2 separate regions of the Sus scrofa genome follow, and region 2 is linked to region 1. The links are chromatin contacts, called in public Hi-C maps. All regions are on one chromosome and are shown on one strand. Each heading gives the region's core, a stretch centred on a gene start, on an enhancer-like site or on the middle of the called end of the contact. The rest is flanking DNA. Distances are from core to core; before and after follow the strand shown. Region 1 holds the start of SLC20A1 (sodium-dependent phosphate transporter 1). Region 2 holds the start of TTL (tubulin tyrosine ligase).

The links. A called contact is a pair of places that touch in the nucleus more often than the background predicts.
Region 2: a Hi-C map of liver shows a contact between it and region 1, with 5 times the contacts expected there. The contact joins the promoter of TTL here to the promoter of SLC20A1 in region 1. A contact is called at or near these places in 5 of 47 Hi-C or Micro-C datasets (heart right ventricle, liver and skeletal muscle).

What each region holds. Positions count from the first base shown.
Region 1 is chr3:43,858,924-43,862,078 of Sscrofa11.1, forward strand. SLC20A1 (sodium-dependent phosphate transporter 1) reads right to left here and starts at 1,624. Exons shown (of 11, transcript XM_021087023.1): 1 at 1,333-1,624; 2 at 261-868; 3 at 1-97. The coding sequence starts at 597.
Region 2 is chr3:44,021,214-44,024,617 of Sscrofa11.1, forward strand. TTL (tubulin tyrosine ligase) reads right to left here and starts at 1,398. Exons shown (of 7, transcript NM_001004041.1): 1 at 1,041-1,398. The coding sequence starts at 1,197.

The DNA of each region.
Region 1 (3,155 bases), core at 374-2,873:
GCCACCAGGGAGAAACCAATGGTTGCACCAACAATACAATGGGTTCCAGAAATGGGAAGCTTCAAAAACGAAGCCACTAGTTGCCACACAGCAGAACCTGAAACAGGTCAAGTTTTATGAAGAAAATTGCCAAATTACATTTTGTACGCAGGGCATTCCTAAGAAAATAATCTGAAAGACTGAGCACAAGGAGAGAACTACCCCGCCACAGGAAATGTGCTCAGCCATCGTTCAGAGGACAATACAGAAAAAGAACTTACCAAACATCGCGCTGACGGAGCCGGCCATCAGCAGCTCTTGGGTCGCGTTGTACATCTCCACGTCAATCAAGCCCTTCCGGATCGTTTCGCTCACTTTGGCCCCCAGTAGGACGGAGCCCACTGTTTCGAAGATACTAGCTAGGATACAGGCTTGCTTCAGGGTCACTACACCTGATCCCACAGCCGTACCAAAAGAATTTGCTACATCATTGGCTCCCACGGAGAAGGCCAGGACAAATGCAATGATGAAGCCCAGGATAAGCATCCATAGGTAATCTACCAATGGACCAGAAGCAGCAATAGTACTGGTGATCAGCGTTGCCACGGTAGATGCCATTCTCTAGAGTAGTGGTTCTTTAATTTAACAAGAGAATTACTGAGCGGTTTTCGAGATGTGTAAACAGAATATGAGGTATCAAAAATGCTCTAATAAATAATACATATTATATAAAATTAAATACTGTAAACTACGGCACAGAAACCGAGCTGGGGAGTTACTGCTATACGCTGCGTATGGGCATCTGTTGTCTGGGGTTTCTTTGGCTCTGGAGGGCTAGAAGCACGGAGCAGAATTCCATGGCGGAGAAGAGAAAGGACGCAAGTTCATCCTGGAAGAAGAGGGAAAGTAACAATAACGGCGCGTCCTTGGGGGGCTGGCTCCGCACCCCACGCGGGCTCACGCAGGCTGGGGGGGGCCCTGCCGTGCCCACAGCCTGCAATCCGCTGACCCCGCCCCGAACAGGACCAGCCGGCGGCGGGCACGTGGCGCCGGGACCACCTCGGCCCGCGCGCGCCCAGCCCGGGCCGGGCCCCGCGCCGCCAGCCCGCGCGCGCCCTCCGCGCGAAAACCGGAAAAGGGCTGTTCCCGCGCGCGCCGCCCGGGGACCGCCAAAAAGGCCCGCGGGCGGCGGAGCCGCCGGGCGGGGTGGGGGGGGTGGGGGAGGGAGGCAGGCAGCGACGCAAGCAGAACCCCGCCACTGGTACCAGCCCAGCCGGCTGACCCCGCGCCGCAGCGTCCGCGCCGGGCCCCGGGGAGAAGAAAGAGCCTTTCTAAGGCGGCACCGCCACTCACCAGAGGAAACGAGGAGCTGAGCGGGAGACGGAGAGGTCCAGGCGGCGGGCTAGAGCCTCGGACACACGTACCTGCGGTCGGCGAGCACACTGCCCGGGCCCGGAGGCTCGGGGAAAGCTCGGCGGGGGTGGAGGCCCACCCGGGAAACAGCCGCGGGCGCCTCAGCAACCGAGCAAAAGAAGCATGCTGCGCGCGCCGGCAGCCATCATCTAGCGGCGCACGCTGCCGGCCTCTACTTATAGCCCGCGCCGCGCCCCGCGTGACCCACCGCGCCTCGCGCCGGCCCAGGAGCCCCGCCCTCGGGCTGACGCAGCCCCCGCCAGCCCGGCGTGCCCCTCTGGGGGATCCCGACGGCGGCACTCATTGGCCTGTCTGGCGCCGGAGGCCACGCCCCCAGAGGGGAGCCTGTCCACGTGGGGAGGGCCAGCTCGCTCCCTGCGGCCTTGCCCTGGAGCCGTGGCACCGTCTGGCCCTGTAGGCTAGTGATGGGGGCGGCGGGGGACCCTCACCGCGGGGGTCATAGAGGACAAGACCAAGGTTATAGTTACCGCCTCGCGAGCTGAGCTTTACGGAGCAGGCCGCACCTCTAGCAGCACTTTCCGCGCACTTGTGACCTGCAGCATCCGGAGGCCACACCTGGCCGAGTTCCCTCCCTCCCTTCCTCCTGTTGACGCTGCAGGGGAGCTGGCGCCCTGGGGCTCCGGATCCAGTCCTGGCACGTTGTCGCACCTGTGACTTGCCCTTGGCCGGACAGGCACTGTCCCTCGCCGGGGGAGGGAGAGGGCTCACGTGGTCCCCTTGCTCCCGCAGTCATGCACTTGGATGAAAACCGTAAGACTGAGAAGTCACGAGAACCAGGTTGTCTCCCAGTTGTGGCGCAGAGCCACTGGGTAGCTGTGGATCATTAATTTCCCCGTGGCAGACCTCCTGCGTTTTCTGCACCGCGGCTGTGGCCCCGGGGAGAGGGAAGGCTACTGCTTCGGATTCAAATCCTTACTCCTACTTACTGCAAGTGTCACCTTGAGCGACTTCAGATCTCTCTGACTTTGCTCTCAGGAATGTAAATTGTTAACAATCAGTACCTACCTGGTAGCGGGAATTAAATGAGTTAACGTGTGTGAATGTGAGTAGATCTCTGTAGGTGTTCAGTGAATGCTCATTTCCGTGAATATTCCTGTTTTAGAATGTAGAAAAGGATGTGAGGGGTTTTCTCTTTGCCTCCTGGAAGCTTTCCTATTTTCAAGTAAGTTGATTTTTGGCCTTTCTTCATGGTATATAATCTAGTTTTGACATTAATAAGATTTGCTCTGCACATTTGGGGATATTTCATTATTCTGCTTAAGATCAAGACTAAGCAGTCGTGCCAAGGGAGATTAAGGTCTGCTCTCTTGTCAGGGTTGTGGTGGGATTAAAGAATTCCAACCAGAAACACAGCCAGGCTTAGAATGTTCTGGAGCTCTCCCCACCTTTTCCCGTCTCTAGAAGCTGGGCACTGAATAGTGAGAACACAGAGGTTGTAAATCATTGCTGTGTATGGGTCATCTTTGGAGGCTTAACCTCCACCTGAGTATCCTCTGACCTACCTAGCAAATCTGGTGGAGTTATATGAGTAACTTACAAAGCTCTAAGTCCCAAGGTCATGGCCAAAAAAAGAAAGTACATGTCCGGGAGCACTGATCCTGGAGCACAATTTCAATGTAATTCTGGCACCTTCAGTTGTGCTCCTTCCTCCACCTTTACTTTATTTCAAGGTTATAAAAAAAATTAAGGACCGGTCTGTTAAAGGTCCTTAGGGTTCTGCCATTTAAAACAGTAATTTTCAA
Region 2 (3,404 bases), core at 148-2,647, 160 kb after region 1:
TGACCACACCTATTTTCTAAAAACCGTACCCTCTCCGGACATAGAACACGGCTCTCTGAGAAGCCCTCCAAGGCAGGGATGACTTTTCCTCTTGACGGATTTGTCTCTGGCAATATGATCAGGTCCCCACCCCAGGGGAATTTCTGGCAGGGAACATGGCTACCCCTAGTGAGGCTGCAATTCCCCCATGACTGTGCAGTCAGAGGCCGTGAGACTACGTTCAGGTCAATGGGATGTGAGTCTGAAGTGCTGTGCACAACTTCTGGTTTACATCATCTAAAAAGGAGCCGCCGGTCCTCTGCTTCCCCAGCACCTTCCTCCAGAGGAAGATGTAGACGCGGTGGTGCCAGCTTCAACCACGTGAATGAAGGTAACTCCCGCAGAGAGAGTAGGGCTGAGAATCCAGCGTCACCTACCATCTGCATTCAACCCACGATCGTGAGAATGTGTTCTTTGGTGAAGCTAAGAGAAGACACCCTTCCGCCCTTCCCTGGGCTGGGCTCACTGCTGAAGCTCAGGCTTTCAGAATCCAGGTCTCTTCCAAATCCTTTGACAGTTTAACTGAGCCTCTGGGTAGCTGAATCCTCAGGGTTTTCAACACACACAAGCTCCCCTCCCGCGCCAACATAGGCAGGGCAGGATCCTTAGTGAAGAAAATGTGCAAGAGGACTCCGGCGAGATTTCAGCAGCGGGCTCCGCGTAGCCGCGCCCCGCCCGGCGATCTGTCCAGCGGACCTGCCGGATTTGGGGACGTCGGGCCTGGGGAATCCGGGAGACGCGAGGCCTGGGCTCCCCGCCCCCGGCTGCAGGGACGGGTCATGGTAAAGAGGCAGCCGCGGCTCCAGGAGCCCGCACCTACATTCCCGCCCCGAATCCGATTTAGGAGATGAGAAGGCACGAAAAACGATGGGCTTAGTCCTTTAAGGGATGCATTTTTTATCTATCTGCCCGAGAAACGACGGAGGGAAGGTTTCTGACCTTAAAACAAAAGCGCCCGTTCTACCGGGAGGAGCGGGAGGGCGCGAAACGGGGAAGCTCACCCAGTCTCCCGAAGGGCAGCCGGTTCCTTTCTCCCAGCATCAGGTTGAACCTGGGATTGTCCCGCCGTAGCCTCTTCCAGTGGCCGGTGGCGAGCAGCAGCCGGGAGACCTCGGCGTAAACGCTGCTGTTCTCGTCGCGCACCACGAAGGTGTACATGGTGAAGGGCCGCGCGCCGGGGCCACCCCTGCAGCCGCTGCAGGAAACAGCCGGCCAAGCGGCTGCTCAGCGTGGGACCAGCCGGGGCGACTGCCGCGCTCCCGACCCGTCGGCCCCGCCGGCCCCGCCCCACACGCTCCAGCCGCGCCCCCGCCAGCGGCCTGGGCGCCCGCCCCTCACGCTTCTAGGGTAGCCGGCCGCGGGCGCCCGGGCGCCCGCGCGTCTGCCAGAGCAGCGAGCGCAGCCCCGACGCCGCGCCCACTGTCGGCGCGGCTCCGCCTCCGCCCCGTGATTCCGCGCGGCCGGCTCCAGGGCGGGCGGATGGGAGGGGGCCTGTGCGCGGGGGGCGCGCCAGGCTCCCTCTCTGAGCGGGCTGCCAGCTGCAGATGGTGCGGGGGCTGGAGGAGGGGGCGCGGCTTTAGCCTCAGCTTCCCGAACAGGCCCCTGAGTGGGACCGGAAGCTGGGGCGGTCCTCCCGAGCCCGGGGTCACGGCCAAGGGGGCGGTGCCAGAGGAAGATCCCTTTTTAGGGCTTGTTCTGGTAGTTTTCAACCTACTCTTTCAAAGGGACGTTTTCTGGATGAAAACAGAAAGTTGTAAGTCCCCATTCTTTGTCCAAAATGGGCTTCTTTTACTTTCCTGCTTAAGGACCGCAGAGAACCCGAGGCGTAGAAGCGGCTGTTGGTTTCGTTTGGGTCGAATGCTTCCGTAGCCTGCTGAGACCTCCTGGATGGTGCATAGCCAGGGGGTGACTTCAGATTCGCCGATCACACACAGACCCTAGGATCCCTGGACTCCGCCCTGCCGTTTACCGGCGCTGGGCCACTCGCTTTTCGTCCTCCGGACCGATTTCCCCTTCTGAGTTGGCGGAAGGTGGTTCTTTTTTGTTGTTGTTGTTTGCCATTTCTAGGGCCGCTTCTGTGGCATATGGAGGTTCCCAGGCTAGGGGTCTAATCGGAGCTGTAGCCACTGGCCTACACCAGAGTCACAGCAACGCAGGATCCGAGCCGCGTCTGCGACCTACACCACAGCTCACGGCAACTCCGGATCCTTAACCCACTGAGCAAGGCCAGGGATCGAACCCTCAACCTCATGGTTCCTAGTCGGATTCGTTAACCACTGCGCCATGACGGGAACTCCGGAAGGAGGTTCTTTAAAGTCCCTTGGTTCTGATCCTACCTGACTTCCTTTTAGGAAACATTTTTGGTGCATTTTGAGGAATAGAGAGAGGACTCTACCAGATTTCCCGCAAACTTCCTACACTTCCTCAAAAATTAGCTACATCACCCATGTGCTTCCGATGTCTTACTCTTTAGAGAAAGAATATCCTGCGACCTTTCCTGTCCTGCTCTCCCTGTGCTCATGGTATCTACTTATATTGTAAAATTGCCCTCCTTTCTTCCATTTTGCCCATAGGCTCCACTGGCCATGGGAAGCTCGCTTAGAGGAGAAATGGGGCAAGACCCAGGAGTGCTGTAATGATGACGTTCCTTCACACCCGTCCCAGCAATCCGACATCCCTGAGGAATGCGGGTATCTAGTGCCCGGCTTCCTAACCTCCAGAGAATGAATCTGCCGGGAGGCATATATCCTACGCTCTATTTCAAGGTCGCTGCAGAAGAGTTCTGATTGTCCGCAGCTGCAACTTACTCCTTTCTGCATCTTCTCTTGTTAGGTTCCCTCCTTTTCCGGTTTTCTATCCCACCTGTCTTGGGGTCACTTTCGCAGTAAACCTCAAATCGTTATACCAGGACTACCTTTTTAGAGAACTCAGGCCAAAACGTTGTGGCTGCTTCTCTTCACAGCCAGTCATCTTGAAAGTGATACCTACTTTCAGCATGCCTGGGTCCTTTCACCCTCCTGCACCACCCACTCTCCCCTACAGGCCCGCTACTCTCTCTGCTGTGAATTTCATTAGGAACTCCTGTAACCTCTGTATTTGCAAATACAGTAGATACTTTTCTCCTTTTTTATCCCCACCCATATTTTGTAGTGAACATCATTTTTGGTATTGTTTTGTCCAGCAGCACCCCTTATCCCCTTTTCTTAATAATAAAACTCATCTTTCCCCTGGAAACCTGTTTTGTGTGATTCTGGTGGCATTGACACTGTCCATTGTTGTTTTGTTTTGCTTTTTAGGGCCACACCGAGCAGCATATGGAGGTTCTAAAGCTAGGAGTTGAATCAGAGCTGTACCTACTGGCCTAT